Linked DNA regions of Anas platyrhynchos: region 2 is linked to region 1. The links are chromatin contacts, called in public Hi-C maps. All regions are on one chromosome and are shown on one strand. The core of a region is the stretch at or near the end of the contact, and the rest is flanking DNA. Distances in the headings are between cores, read along the strand shown. Region 1 has its middle 6.1 kb from the start of CLBA1. Region 2 holds the start of AHNAK2 (AHNAK nucleoprotein 2).

The links. A called contact is a pair of places that touch in the nucleus more often than the background predicts.
Region 2: a contact with region 1 is called in a Hi-C map of subcutaneous adipose tissue, with 2.1 times the contacts expected there. The contact joins the promoter of AHNAK2 here to the enhancer-like site in region 1. A contact is called at or near these places in 2 of 8 Hi-C or Micro-C datasets (F1 follicle and subcutaneous adipose tissue).

Annotation. Positions count from the first base shown.
Region 1 is chr5:8,927,496-8,934,827 of IASCAAS_PekinDuck_T2T, reverse strand. No RefSeq gene overlaps it. Among named protein-coding and RNA genes, the nearest start is that of CLBA1, 6.1 kb to the right of the region's middle. Within about 2 kb of position 3,552, at least 2 of the 8 cell types and tissues checked have an H3K27ac peak or open chromatin away from gene starts, as enhancers often do. A contact at or near this core is called in subcutaneous adipose tissue, where this site is marked.
Region 2 is chr5:8,980,059-8,987,390 of IASCAAS_PekinDuck_T2T, reverse strand. AHNAK2 (AHNAK nucleoprotein 2) reads right to left here and starts at 3,440. Exons shown (of 7, transcript XM_072038223.1): 1 at 3,344-3,440. The coding sequence starts at 3,425. It overlaps LOC106018960 (a long non-coding RNA gene), which reads left to right and starts at 6,276. Exons shown (of 2, transcript XR_001193397.5): 1 at 6,276-6,399; 2 at 6,602-7,019.

The DNA of each region.
Region 1 (7,332 bases), core at 2,303-4,802:
CCAAGGAACAAAACACACCTGTTAACACAGCAGCAAATGCATATGGGATGAGTAACCAGGGATCAGCTGATGGGAGGTAGCTCCTTAAGCCATGAAGGTCCCCTTGTTCATGGAAGAGCTCTAAAAAATTTGGTGTTTTGCAATACACACGGTCCTCATATTTCTTGCTGAGGCTTGTTACTTAGAATGTCAAGGACTTTGGGAATCAAATAAAAAAATCATAATCAAAAGTCAGCAAATGGTCTCTAGACTTTTTTTTTTTTTTTCTTTTTTACTGTTGTAAAATTAAGATTCCATATCATTAAAAAAAAAAAAAAAAAGTATTTTAATTTCTTGGTTAAAGCATGAAGATGGAAAGGGGTATGGTGCTGGAGTCAATCCGCACTACTGCACACACGCCAGTTCTTCTAGATTTAATTGCTTCAAGACTCTATCCTATGCTATAGATCAGACATCTGAAATCAGTAATTTGGTCTGGCTGGTTGAATGTAAATGAAGCCAAATTAGCTAAGGCCCCACAGATTTTTTGGAGATGTAGCAAAAGAAAAGGGTAAAAATAACAGCAAAACCGAGATAGAACAGACAGACAGCTCTCTTACATAAAGAGTGCTCTGAATTGCAGACTGCTGGTGTGGCTGTCTGGTGAATGAGGTGTAAATCATCCATGTAGTCCTTTGGCTGAACCAAGTGATGGGTAATCGTATTTTTTCCTCATGCTCATGGGTGAGAAAGGGAAGAACACGAGCAGTGGCACCCATAGCGTACCAAGGCAAGGGACACAGGGCATATTCAAAACAAGTGGCATCCTCACACACAGCTAGAGGAAACCTGGTAGCAGATTGCAGCTCCCTGCACATGGGGTGATCAGCCAGCAGCCACATGATGCTTCCAAGCAGAGGAAGCCCAGCACTTCTCCAGGCCCACGTCTCACATGCTGCTCAGTTAGCCAAATCCCTGGCATGGGGGCTAAATCAGAGAGGCACACTGAAATTGAACAAAGCAGGATGCCCAGGTACCAACCCAAACCTTGGTCAGTCTATCAGGATGGAGGAATGGCTTTGTGGCACAGAACGTGTGGCAAATTTTGGCATGTGGCATGGTTAGCCTCGCATCCCCCCTACCAGCTGAACACAGACCTCCACTTTCACTTCTGATCACACATGACCACTGTCTGCAGTAGGTAGCTCAAATGTTGTCTTCACCAGCAAACATCTGGAGACTTACAGGGCGCACAGCTGGAACCTCACCAGCTGTTTGGGTGCAAAGTGTGGTGTCAGGAGGGCCTGTCCCTCACCCCTGCTGCAAGAACATTGCCATGGAGCAGCAGTCAGCCTTGCCACCAGCTTTCATGGCTGTGGGACAAGGCATTCACAGCAATGCCACAGTGCAAACCAAGAGCTGCTAGAGTAGCAGTGGCTAGAGCAGAGGCTCCCTCTGCACTTGCATTTTGGCTAAGCTGACGTTTCCCTTTCCAGCACTGTCTGAGGATCATTTTCAACCTGTAGAACAAACCTCAGATGTTTTTTCCCATGTTACAGGTTCTGCTTTGCTGCTTTTTACACTACACTAACAGCCTTTCAAATACTCAGCAGTCCTGAAATGAGAACTTCTGGGCATAATTTGCCCCACTGGGGAAGTAGGATACAACATGCACCCCATTACACCAGCAGGCTTAGACCCAGGAAAATTATACTGCTGTCCTGCCCAAGGCTTCTGCCTGGAAAATGGCAGCTTGAGTCTGACCATGGCTTGAAAAGGTCCCTTGCAGCAAATGCTGTCACGATGTGCTGATCCAGATGTGCTGACCGTGTGCATTTTTACCCCCTGATGTCATTGTCTTCTAAGTCTCCGTTTGGGATGTTCTGCAAGAAGGCGCTTTGTGCTGTTAAGATCCCTCATAAAGATGCTGTCAGATGCATCCATGGCCCTTACTTACTTAGCATAGGCTGCATTAACTGGCACTAAATATAGTCCAATATATCTATGCTGAAAGATGCTGTGTTCAAATGCAAAATTAATGCATTAAAAATTAAACAAGGCAAAGTTATGAAATACTAAAGTTACCCCACCAAACTCAATTCAGCCCTCTCTTTATTTGGAGTATTTTTGCCTAGCAGCCTTTCCATATTAAATGATTTAAATATAGAAACCTTGGTGTCATTATTTCAAAATAGAGGACCCAGTCTTTTTTCCAGTTACAGCTAATGGCCCAGTCTCGCTGACCATAGGGAGAACAACATCCAGGTGTTAGCTGTAAGTTAAAAATTGTAAGGCTCCCAGAAGCTTTCAAAACACCTCATTCTGCAGGTTTCTGCTCATAAACAGCATATAAAGCATTAATAGCTTATAAGTAGAAAGCAACTGGTGAACATTTAGATGGCTAGTACATGGTTAAGTATTTTATAAAATGTAATAGCTCAGTAAATTTGTTTTAAAAGACGGTTTTAGTTAGCAAAATGTATTTCCTTGACATGTTCATATCCAAGTAAATCATGTCTGTATTCAGGCTAATAATAAATTAGTGCCCTTTTATAAAATATTAAAAATATGGAAAATTAACATAAAATGTGACCAGACTTTTCAACAAGATATTTTTTTTAAATACATTTTTGGTGTGTCTATGCCTCTAAAGCTTACATTTTGCTGTATAAGTCATTTACATGATGCGCACACTTTGATGTTGCTTGAATTGCAACATCATTGGCCTTTTACTACAACCGTTTTCTTTAATGTAAAATGTGTGTGGCATGGTTCTCATTGCTAATTGCAACCTTATGATAATACTCCATAGAGCACTGCTAACCTCATTTACAATAGCATAAGAAGCCTAGGCCAGCTGCTAATAGATGCGTTCTTTCTTCCTTTCTTCCTTTTTCTTTCTTTCTTTCTTCCTTTTTCTTTCTTTCTTTCTTCCTTTTTCTTTCTTTCTTTCTTTCTTTCTTTCTTTCTTTCTTTCTTTCTTTCTTTCTTTCTTTCTTTCTTTCTTTCTTTCTTTCTTTCTTTCTTTCTTTCTTTCTTTCTTTCTTTCTTTCTTTCTTTCTTTCTTTCTCTCTTTCTTTCTCTCTTTCTTTCTTTCTCTCTTTCTTTCTTTCTCTCTTTCTTTCTTTCTCTCTTTCTTTCTCTCTTTCTTTCTCTCTTTCTTTCTATCTTTCTTTTTTCTTTCTCTCTTTCTCTCTTTCTTTCTCTTCCTTCCTTCCTTCCTTCCTTCCTTCCTTCCTTCCTTCCTTCCTTCCTTCCTTCCTTCCTTCCTTCCTTCCTGTCTCTCTCTCTCTCTGTCTCTCTCTCTTTCTCTCTTTCTCTCCCATAAATGGAAATGAACACAATCTAAATCTTAAAATGCAAGTACTTGGGCATTTGGGGAGAGTTTGTATCTAGGTCCAGGCTCTGAAGTCCCAGGCCGGACCCAGCTGTGGCAGCAGAGGTTCCCTGAATTTACGGCTGATTTGTTTTGCTCTCAGAAATGTGACCTCAGCAGTGGAGCCAATAAACCATTAAACACAACACATGCTGCCCTCTTGCAGCTTTAGCCGCGATAGCATTGCTAGCACAGGAGGAAGGGGTTGTGTGCTCTCGCCTGCCCTCTTTTGATCTGTTCCGTGAATTGTCCAACCTTGCAGTTACGGTGCTGAGCAGCCTCCTTTCCCCGTCCAGCTCCTCACAGCCAGCTTTAACCTTGTAGGTTTGAGTTCTTCTTCTTACAGAAGCCGATACACTGAGCTGTAGTTAGTTTAGCACTTTGCAATCAAGAATGAAGTTAAAGACTGCCTTATTAACTGCACGCTGCAAAGGGTAGCTGGCAACAAGGCTCATGGGGGTGGTTGAATCAGGCTTTAAAGCAGTCCCCATGCCATATGAATTCTAAAAATCGCTCTGTATCTGACTGAGTGTGGTACACACGGTATTTTTAGCAGTGACGAGAAGGAAGATAAGCTGGGAGCACTCTCAGGGAAGGCAGGAGGGAAGGGCATGTTCCTGCAGCCCTGCGCTGACAGCCTGCCCTGCCTCGCTGGGCTCACTCGCAGCCAAATGCAATCCAGGGTTATTTTATTGCAGCTCCACGAGCTGCCATCTGTCCCCTGGGCTGCCAGAACTCCTTGTGCACATTTGTGGCTCCCCCAGCTATGAGACGCACGTGTCCGACCTTAAAGCTCAGAGAGAGGTCCCAGAGAGCACGTTCTCACCTGCCAGATGTAAAAGCAGGCATCACGAGAGCTTGAAAGCTCAGCTGGGAGTTTACCTCAGCTTAAAAACTTGTCAGCTATTTTGCCTGGTAGCTAAACCCTTGCCTGCTGTCTATACCACAGTCATGGTGCTCTACCTGGTGGTGGCACCACCCAGCAGGAAAGGTAGATGACTGCCTTATGCACGTATGCAAAATTCACACAAATTTGGCCTTTCTGCCATTTCATTCCATGTTTTTATTTTCTAGCAATGATGGCATGTATTTTTCATTCATACTGCAGTGATGCCCTCCAAGGAATAAAATGACATCTGTACTGATGAGTAATTAATTCTACTTCACAGAATTTGTGACAAGGAGACATCTACCAGCCTCAGTGCCTTCTTTCAGGGATGGATACCTTCAACCTCCTTTCATTCTTTGTGTCACAGGGCAGGTGGATGGTGCTGATTCTCCCTCTGCAAAGTGAACTGCTGACCATTGCTCCACCTGCCTTTGGAGCCCTTACGAAGCTCACCTGGGGAAAGAAGAGGCAAGGTTCTTGTAATCTCTTGCATCTTCTTCAGAGATGCTAATTATTGTAATTTGGTGTTCTTCCAAATGTTGCTTGAAGGGAGGGACTCAAGTTTTTTTAAAAAAAAATCTTTGTGCTTTGTGATTTGTGGTTTTATTTTTTTCTGGATTTTTTTTTTTTTTTTTTAAGTATCAAGTGCTCAGACTTAAAGTTGAAGCGCAGCAATCCTAATGGAGTGCCTGACCTTTCAGCAACCTCACTGAAGCGATGAAATTTCCAAGCAGGCTAATTAATACACTGGTACGGCACCAGTCAGGTGTACCTTTAGCAGCTTAGCGCTCAGAGAGGATGAAATCCTCCTGCCCTCCACACACGCACATCTCACTAACAATAATGGATTTGGGGCCTAATCGGGCATTAAAACAGAGGATTAGCGAGCTGCAAACCGCAGCGATCACAACTCAATTTACAGTGCGTGCAGGGCACTGGCAAAAACTACAAGGCGTGTTTTCTATAAATTAATGTCTAGATATCTAAAAAAAAATTGCGGGTGGCAGAGACTGTTGGATTTATGGAGGTGCTCAGTGCAGTCTATGATGATTTGGAATGATCAGCAGAAAAGAGACACAGAACTGTAGCTTAATAGGAAATTATCAAAGAGCAAGGAGCAGGTGTAAGTTGGTGACACCGATTAGCACTGAATACAGCTTTGTTATGGTACCACGTGCTGCTGCCATACATTTAACAACCTCCTCTTTGAAGCTGTGGGATGTGTAGTATTTTTCTAGGAGCAAGTCCAGAGAGTGTAGGGCCCACTTTCAGCTGCATTCAGAAGGGAAACCATAAAAAGCTATGCTCCCAGTTTTTCTGATTTGACTGCACTCAGGGCAAGGAGTGGAGCTTTAAGTAGGAGAAAACAGCAATAAGAGAAAAATAAGAACACCTTTGTGGGGCCACGCCACCTAACCAGACAGCCCTCAAGCTGTACTTACGAGAACTGGATGTTGTATGGGTTCTACAGCTACCTAAAGGGATTTTACAGAGAGGAGGGCATCAGCATTTTTTCTTGGGTGACAAGTGATAGGATGCGAGGAAATGACCTCAAGCTGTACCAGGGAAGGGTTAGGTTGGATCAGGAGAATTTCTTCACAGAAAAAGTGGTTAAGCCATTGGAATGGGATGGCTAGGGAAGTGGTAGAGTTGTCTTCCCTGAAGGTATTTGAGAGAGGTGTGGATGTGGTGCTTAGGGACATTATTTAGTGGTGGACTTTGCAGTGTTAGGTGACGGTTGGACTGGATGATCTTAAGGGTCTTTCCCAAGCTAAATGATGCTATGATTGTATGACAATATTTATCGCATGGGTGGGAAGCAAAGCCATCCATGCCAGGTCAGGATGGGGCAGGCAGTTCATGATGGCTGCTGATGGTTTCACATAGCTGCTGGGTGAATGATTTCCCCTGCAGCTCACAGGGGACTGCTTTTAATGGTGTGCCAGCCCTCCCGAGCTGCCTGGTGATATTTATCACTTCCCTGCAGAGCTGGGCTCAAAACTAATTCCATCAGAAGCCTTGTGTCCCCCCTCACCAAGAAACAAGTACGGAAGAGCAGCACCCTTACTGCGTTGGAAACAGGAGCAGGCACACAGAGGGTGCCGCTGCCAGTCGTGGTGGGGAGGAGGCCAAAAAGCTATCTCACAGTGCGACCTCGGAGGGGTCTTCTGTGGGATCCAGGAATAGCAGCCCTGGAGCAATGCCAAAGCACTGACAGTTCTCCTGGTTTTGCAGCAGGGTGATAAAACCCACATGAGCAGCTGCTGACATGTTGTGCTTGCTTACAAGGTGCGTGCCTGCCACGCTCTCGGTGAAGTGCAATGGGACCTCAAGACCACCTTTAATCTCCTGAAATTTATGGACTGTTGCTTGCCATACCAAGAGCAGGCATGAGGTTAGCAGCCTCCTGCTTCTGCCACCAAATTATTCTGCTACTCAGGAGACATTTTGCCCCATATAGCAAGAATTCATGAGTGCCACCTCTTCCTTAGGGCCCCAAGCTGTAGCTCCCTGAGTTTTAAGGACGCTAAAGGCAGAAGAGAGAACAGTTGGCAAACGGGGAGTAGAAAAGAAAATCTGATAAAAGAAATGAGGGGTTCAGCAAGTGGGATTGCCAACAGAAGGGAAAACAGCTGAGGACAGGAAAGGATTTCAATCTAGAAGTGTCACTGGATGATGGAGTGGTGGCAAAGAGTTGGCAAATAGGAAGGTGCCTCTAGCACCTGGCCCTTTATATATAGCACAAGAACCACCTCAGGATGTTGCAGGAGCTCTGAAAGGTTCGAGTCTCCTTTTGGCACATGTGTTAGGTAACATGCTGGGGGTTCTTCAAGGAGTGCAGCCCACATATAGCTTTGGAAGATGGTGTTTCCATGAACCACCAGAGTGAAATGGCACTTCACTGCCTTTCCCCAAAAGTCATTTAGTTTGGGCTTTTTAAAATCACTCTGAAAACCAGAGTGATTTTCCACAGAACAGACTATCCACAGAAGTAAATGTGAGCTTTGTTTTGAAATGACACTTCTGGGCTGGACAGAATTGCTGAGGACAGCCACTGAACCCAGGGCACATCCATCTCATGTGTGTA
Region 2 (7,332 bases), core at 2,191-4,690, 53 kb before region 1:
CTCATTCACAGCAACATTTGTCTCCCTCTCAGTCCTGAAAAATGCACGAGTAAAAACAGCACACAGAGCCTCCGTGAGACTTGGTCCTCCTGCTCTGTTCCCTCGTGCCCTTCAGCCCTCCCTGATGGCAGAGGGATCTTCTCCCCAGAAGCCTCTGGAGGCAATGGGAAGTCAACTACCTGAAAATTCAGAACTGGCAAGGATTGAAGGAGTGAAACATCCCGAATGCCCAATTAGCCAGCTTTATTATCATATCATGTGTGGTCTCTGTGAAAATCTAGCCACATCTTGCAAGCTCAGAGACCATCAAAAAGATGCTGCATGTGTACGCTCTATAATCAGGTTATTAGAAACCCATGAGGAGGTTCCTAATGTGAGTCACGCTATCCAGGAAGATAGGAGACAGAGCAGTCAATTCACTGTTAAACAGGAGCAGGAGCCCAGTGCAAAATCAGCAAATCCAGGCAACTGTGGATAGGGCAGACAAGTTTGAACAGTGTTTTATTTACAGTCTCACAAATGCCTAAAAATCGGCAGAGCTGCAGATTTAACTCTACACTGATTTGAAGGAAGGAGGTGCCACTGACAGCTTCGAAGATTTATTTGCACTTTGTTGTACCCACCCAACTTTTCTGTAAACTTGGAGGGAGGGGGGCCAAGGGCTGTGAGATGGAGGAGCAACAGCATGGTTGAAATTGTCTTGGGCAACTGCGTGGAAGAGAAGCCTTCAGGAGATCTTACAAGGCAGCTTGGAAAAGAGATTAGATTCAGGTACAGCGTTAATCTCTCTTTTTTTTTAGTTTACATTTTTTTTAATCCAGGGGAGCTTTTGACTTCTAGCGACAGAACAAGTTACAGCAGAGCAGCACTGCAGAACAGCCCTTGGGGTGTCTACAAAGCAGAACAGGTTTGGGAATCTGCAGCATAGGCCCACTGTCATCACCCAGTGATATGCAAAAAGGGAAAAGTCACCCTGCCAGAAGTTACCTAGAGCCTTAACAGCCAAACAATCCATGAATTGTAAGAAACAGACATTTTATAAAAACCAAACTGACCAGGCAACAGGCAGAGCAGGAAGAGTAGTGATGGTAACACTGCTGGAGTGCGTGCATCCTGATAACAGCACCGTGATACACAGCAGTCTGATGCAGCCTTTCCTTCCCAGCCACTGTAAGATTCCCTTACCTATCTTCCTTAGTGCAATGGTCCTGTTTCTTTTTTCTCTCTTTTTTTTTTTTTCCCATTTAAAAATTCTCTGATTCTGGCCAGAACATGTCCCTGCAAACACCCATCTCCTGGGGCAGAATGGGTTGGCAGCAAGTCAGCCCCTGCTTGGGAACAATCCTGCAGATTGCAGAGCTGGAGAGAGGAGACAGTGGACAAAAGCCATGGCAGACATCACTGCAATAGCTGCTGGAGAGATGAGGTGAAGATACAGGTGGGACCTAGATAAGGATTGGCTGAGAAGAGAACATCTTCACCTGGATTGAATGAGGAGCAAGGTGGAAACCTCCTGAGCCCTTGGAGTGCAGAAGAAGCTGGAATTTATTGTGTGGAGCAAGTAGGGAAGAAGTCGAGGAGAGCTGGGTCTCTTGGGAATTAATCCTCCTAGGTGTATGGCTAAGATTTGCCCCTCATGCATTTTCTGCCTGCCACACTGACATTTTCACAAATTGTCTAGTGCACAACTTCCTGGGGAAGAGCCTGGATGAAGATTTTGAACATGTATTAATAGTAAGTATAGAAATTGGTCTGTAAAATCTCACATGGTCAAACAACGCAATTGCAGTTTTGACCATGAGTGCTCATAGCACAAATTAAGACAGACCAAAGTAGAGAGGAGCCACAGCTGGAGCTATCAAAACTAGTGTTATTTCCCTGGAAAGCGTGGAAATCTCTGGCTGCTCATCAAAGCTGCTCAGCAAATAATTTTCAGCCATGGGAGCTTTCAGCTTTTAGGTGGCACTCTGCCAGTAGAAAGCAAGGTGGTGCACATCAAAAATATAGTTAATTTTGACTGCACCTGTTGACCCTGACCCTGTGGCAGATGGAACATGTCATGCATTTCATAATGCGTAAATAGTGTGTGACTCCAGGCTGCAGGACTGTCCATAGCATGATCCACTGAAAGTCCACCTCTTCTCCTGTACCTACACATCTGACAAGGCAGATGGAAGCTGGTTTTGAACCCTTTTCTCCTTTCTGGGGATCCCACAGCCTTTGTATCCTTTTATCTTTAGTTTAAATCAGCATTGTTTCAATTTAACTCGAGAATAGAGATGTCCCCCAGGTTTAGGCTCACACGTGAAGTATAAAGCTCTGCTCATCAGTGATCACAAGCAGTGAAGGACGGAGTGCAGCTATCAGGAATGAGGTTGCACTTACAAGTCTTATTTGCACTTACAAGTTTATACACCAAGTCACGCCTTTCCTGTAACCTGCAGGCTGTGCGAGCTGTGTGTGCTCCAAGGCTGGAGGGTGTCAGGCTGTGTGCTGAGAGCCAGCGTGGGCAGATGCCTGGATTAGGGCTTTTCCATGGTCCTTTGAAGTACCCATACATGACGAGCAGCACAAACTACTGGTGAATTGACACCCTCAAGCAAGGACAGACTTTTATTCTGAAAAAAACTACTTAAATCCAATCTGCTGCTGTGTAATGTATATGCCAGAGGGACAAAATATGGTGTAAAATAAGATCTCAGCGAGCTGCGATCCAGCTTACATATTTGGCCTGCTTAATCCAAGGATGAAAATAATTACACAGTCAGTCTAAGCAATCCCAGAAGGATCTGAGCATATGAAATATGGTCATCGTGATGAGCGGAAGGAAGGGAGAGCTACACCAGTTTCAGTTCCCCTTGGCTTCCTTCTACTCGTGTGTGAATTTGGCCCAGAAAACTGTCTGGCATTGGGGCTGGTGATCATTCATCCCTTCTATTTGCACAAGAATGTGGGAAGGGCTTAGAAAAAGCTCCTCTTCTCCCATCTGGGGGCCTGGGTGGGTGCCAGTTAAGATTCATAACCATTTCAAGAAGCTCCTTGCCACTCTCTATTTTGCAGGCGCTTGTGAAGAAAGCAAACATACATGCCACAGCAGCACGTAGGTTGCTCTGTCAGGATGGGGGGGGATCCGACTTTCTGCCGTTTGTCATAACAGCAGTGGCAGGAGAAGGAAAATAAACCCAGCTTATCATCCTAGCACGCATCCAGCCCCGGCAGCTGGGGGAAACGAAAGCGAAGAGATGTAAGGCACAGGTGGAAGCGCTGGATGCAGCGTGTGCTCGGAGGAGCAAGGAGGTCACTGGAGCCCTGTGTGATGGTGAGGAGAAAAGCCAGCGCCTACCTGGGTGCCACGGGCAGCTCTCCGTCCCCGTCTCCCCGCTGACAGCCGTCCCCGCCGTGATGAATGAGGTGCTTCGGGTCATTCATGGGCCCCGGTCCCCGGGGTGGGGCGGATTTGGCCCCAAACCCCGCCTCGCATCATGTGAGCCGCTCGTGGCCAGGGCTTCCCAAAGCCAACTCCCTTTGCCCGCGTTCCTGCAAGCCTTCGTGAGCTTCTCCGCATGCCGGGCGGCAAACAGCAGCCAGCCCGCCTTGCCTTTGAGCCCTCGCCAGGGCTTTGTTTGTTTTCTCTTCTGTTCAAAACATTCCTTGTGTCTCCCTGCCTCGCTTAATTAGCTCCAATGCTCAGCTTCTCCTGTTTTTAAGCAGTGCCTAAACAACAGCCGGCCAGATGTAGGGAGGCTTCTGTACGGCTGTGCTGGACAGGGAAGGTGCCACTCTGCCTGTCCCCACTGAGGGTGACGGGTTCATCCCCACAGCGATGAACCTGAAAGCAGCAGTAGGGAAGATGTGGTGGTTTGGGGTTAACGACCAGAGTAGGGCTGGTGCCTCGGTCTTGCAGTGCCCTGCAGCCCACACTACCACATTTTTGTTCTCTGAATTGAGGAAACTTCTTAACCACACCTGCAATTGAAGGAGGGGTGGCAAGGGCACAAAGGGAGGATGACACTGCAGATGAGGGAATGCCTCCAAGGGGTCCTCAGCAGCCAGGAAGGGTGGGAAGCCTGAGAAAGAGGCATATGGGGAACGGGAGGAACCCCCCTGGGACGGCTGGGAAGGAGAGGTGAGGAGAAAGACAGAAAGGTCGTGCACAAGCAGGTAGGTCAGAAAGAAAAGTGGCCTTGGATATTTGGAGCAGTCCCATCAGATGGACCTCCAAGATGTGTTTTAGAGGTTTGAGTGAGCTGGACTATTCTCATATCCCCATCACTTGCTTATCTTTACCTATCACAGTGCAGTCTGTCCGGGGGTTAAAACTGCAGTTTTCGACCATGTGGCAGGCTGTTGTAATCCATCTCTATTACATAACCCAGCAAATATTCTGCTAAAGTTCAGTTATATTGCAGGGCTGGTGATGGCGAGGATCAGATTCTCCTTTACAACTTCTTCCCCTTTGGAAATCAGGGCAGTGACACACAAGTGACAGCTTTTCCTCTGCTCGCCAAGTCCAGTGAGCAGGCAAAGGCGCCGTGTTCACCCTCCCACCGGGCATGTTCTGCTCATCGAGGAGCAGGTTGGCATTTATCCTTCCTCTACTCACTCCCGCTTTGGGACAGGGCAGGGATTAGAGTGTATGAGACAAGCACGGCACAGGTCGAACAAAGAAATGGGAACAGTGTAGAGGGGAGGTGAGTTATCCTTAGGCTGAGTTAGGAGGAGTCCAGCTGCTCTTGTGCTGTTTCAGTAAGGTCACTCTGGAGTAAGAGCGGACACAAGGAGGAAGGGAGGATGACAAGAAAAATCCTGTTATTTAGCTTCCTCCTGAGATGTTTTATAGGTTGCTTGACATATAATTTCATGATTTTTCATGGAAAAGCTTTTCTAGGATGTTTTTGTCCTCCTCCCTTTAATGCTACTGCTGCCTTTGTGGTGATGCGGGACCTGTGCAGCACTCCAAGTCTCATATTTTTTCCTGCTCCTCCTCATCTGTGTAGGGACTGGAGCCCAACCCTGCTTCTTTCTTCTCATTAGGATTCCTGGCCTTTCTCTGTAATACAGACAGCAGCTGCTGAAGGCTCAGAAACTCTGAACGTTGATCCAGATCCCCAATTGCTCTGTATTTTAGAACAGCTTGGGTTCCAGCTCCTTCACACTTGGCTGCTCAGTCTCACCTTCTTCACCTTTTTCCATACATCCTGTTCTGGTCCTTTTTGTTTTCCTAATCATTGCTTTATTCTAAATGTACTAAGGCTTTTTGTGGCCCAACTACCTCTTCCAGTTATGCTAGCGTGAATCTGGAGTAAATCTGCAGGTGTAATTGGGATTGTAAGATAGGAGATGAGTATACATTCCAGCAGCTGGAGCCAAAACCAATGCCACCACCGTCAGCATCTTTCTTGCTGTTGTTCCTAATATCAAAGAGAGTCTGTAGCCTGGGAATGATGATATGAATCATCAGACTTGCACAACGTCCCTACTTCTACCATCTCCAGATACTTTACAGCCATTAATTAAATATAGGAGCCCAATAAAGAGGAGGGTATTCATTTTCAGGGTGAGGCACTAAGAAGGCAGCAATGTTCTCAAAGGCACATATCAAGGGTCCAGCCTTGCTTTGTGGTGAATTCCCCCATCGATTATATTAACTCACAGTCAGCAATAGGAGTCAGCAGAACAGTCCCCGTAACTTGTCTCTGTGCTGCCAGAACATTGATCCCCTGGGAAAATGGGTTCCACAGAAATGCTAAATTTTCTCTATGTAATACAGAAAAAAAAAGATAAGCTGTATTGAATTTTGGGTCATTAGAAGAATCTTTTCTTGTTATTATGTTAAATAGTGGCAGTAGAGACCTTTACGAAACAGAAACTCTACTCTCAAAAGAGAATTTCTGGGGCAAACCACCTCATGTAGTAGCATTGGCTTCACTGAGGGCTCTCACATTTCCTCTCCCAAGTAGTGGCAGCAAAATTTGCAATATCCCAAGAGTGCAGAGTGGTTTCACCCCTTTCATGCTAGTGCTGAGTCTCAATGGGAGTTCCTGACGTTGATCATCAGTCCAATATGAGTGCTGCTTCTGTGTGACCAGACTTTGAAAACAAACGTGTAGGGAACCTGGCCTGTTCTGTATTCATGCACATCCACAGCACGTCTTCTGCAGGACGTTAAGGCATGCTGCTTCGTGCTGCATGTCACGAACTTTAAAAAAAGAATAGAGAATGAGTTTGGAGAAAAATCCTAGGTTATACAGTGCATCTACCTTCTGTGCCCTATGAAAATGGTGAAGCATATAAGGCTGTTCTTTTTATTTCTTTTTGGTGCCTAGGTGGGCTCTCACAGTGAACTCATCCAGTGGGCCATCCCACCTGTGCATTTCGTAAGAAAAATTCCATGTTGAGGTGAGATGGAAAGCTCTGTGGTGGTGAAGGGGAGGTGAAGCAGTTTTGTGTCTTTTCTTTTACGTATTCTATGAGTGCAGCATTGAGCACATGCTATAATTTACAATGACCTTGCCAGCATAAATTTACTAATATTTCACCCACAATAATTTTACCAACTGGACACTTTTTTTTTTTTTTTTTTTTTTTTTTTTTTTTCCAGCCTGTTCTGGCAGAGGAACTCACACAGATAGAAATCTGATGGTGCAATTGTACTAAAGAAAACCCTGCAAGCACAGCCAGGACTAATTACTCTAACCTCAGACCTGGCTGCTGTCCACACGACGAGGCTCTGTGCCGGCACATGGACTAGCAGAGTTTGTAGAGGAACAAACTGATGGAGAAACAGGAATGAAAGGCTACACTTGTGCAACCTTTATGGCCCCAAAAATACTTCAACATACAATGAAGATGTTATGCCAGTAAGTTTTGGTCCGTAGATGCTACTACTTAGTAAGCCCATAGGGTTAAGCCTAGAAAAATTAGGATCTTGAAGGCATTTTAAAATTCATCTGTATCTTGTAACCAAGAAAAGTTATGTAATTGCCTGTGCTGATGTAAAGACGTGGATGTAGCCTTGAGACATGGCTATTCCTTTGGTATTTGACAGATTGGTGGTGATCGTTTTCCAGAATGAATAGACTCCAGAGTGGGTTGAACAGGGTGGAGGAAGCTCCCTTGTAAGGGGGAACAGTTCCAGGTGCCTTTTCTGTGGCAGCAACACTGAGAGCTCCCCCCTCCTCTGCCCCTCCTCAACACCACCTCATCCCCAAAGGTGTGCACTATGTGGGAGCAGGGTGAAAATAGCCCTCTGGCAACCTCACTGCCAGCCAAAATCCCATGGGGATACCACATCACTAAATATCACAGCCCCGAGCATCCCAGGGATTCAGG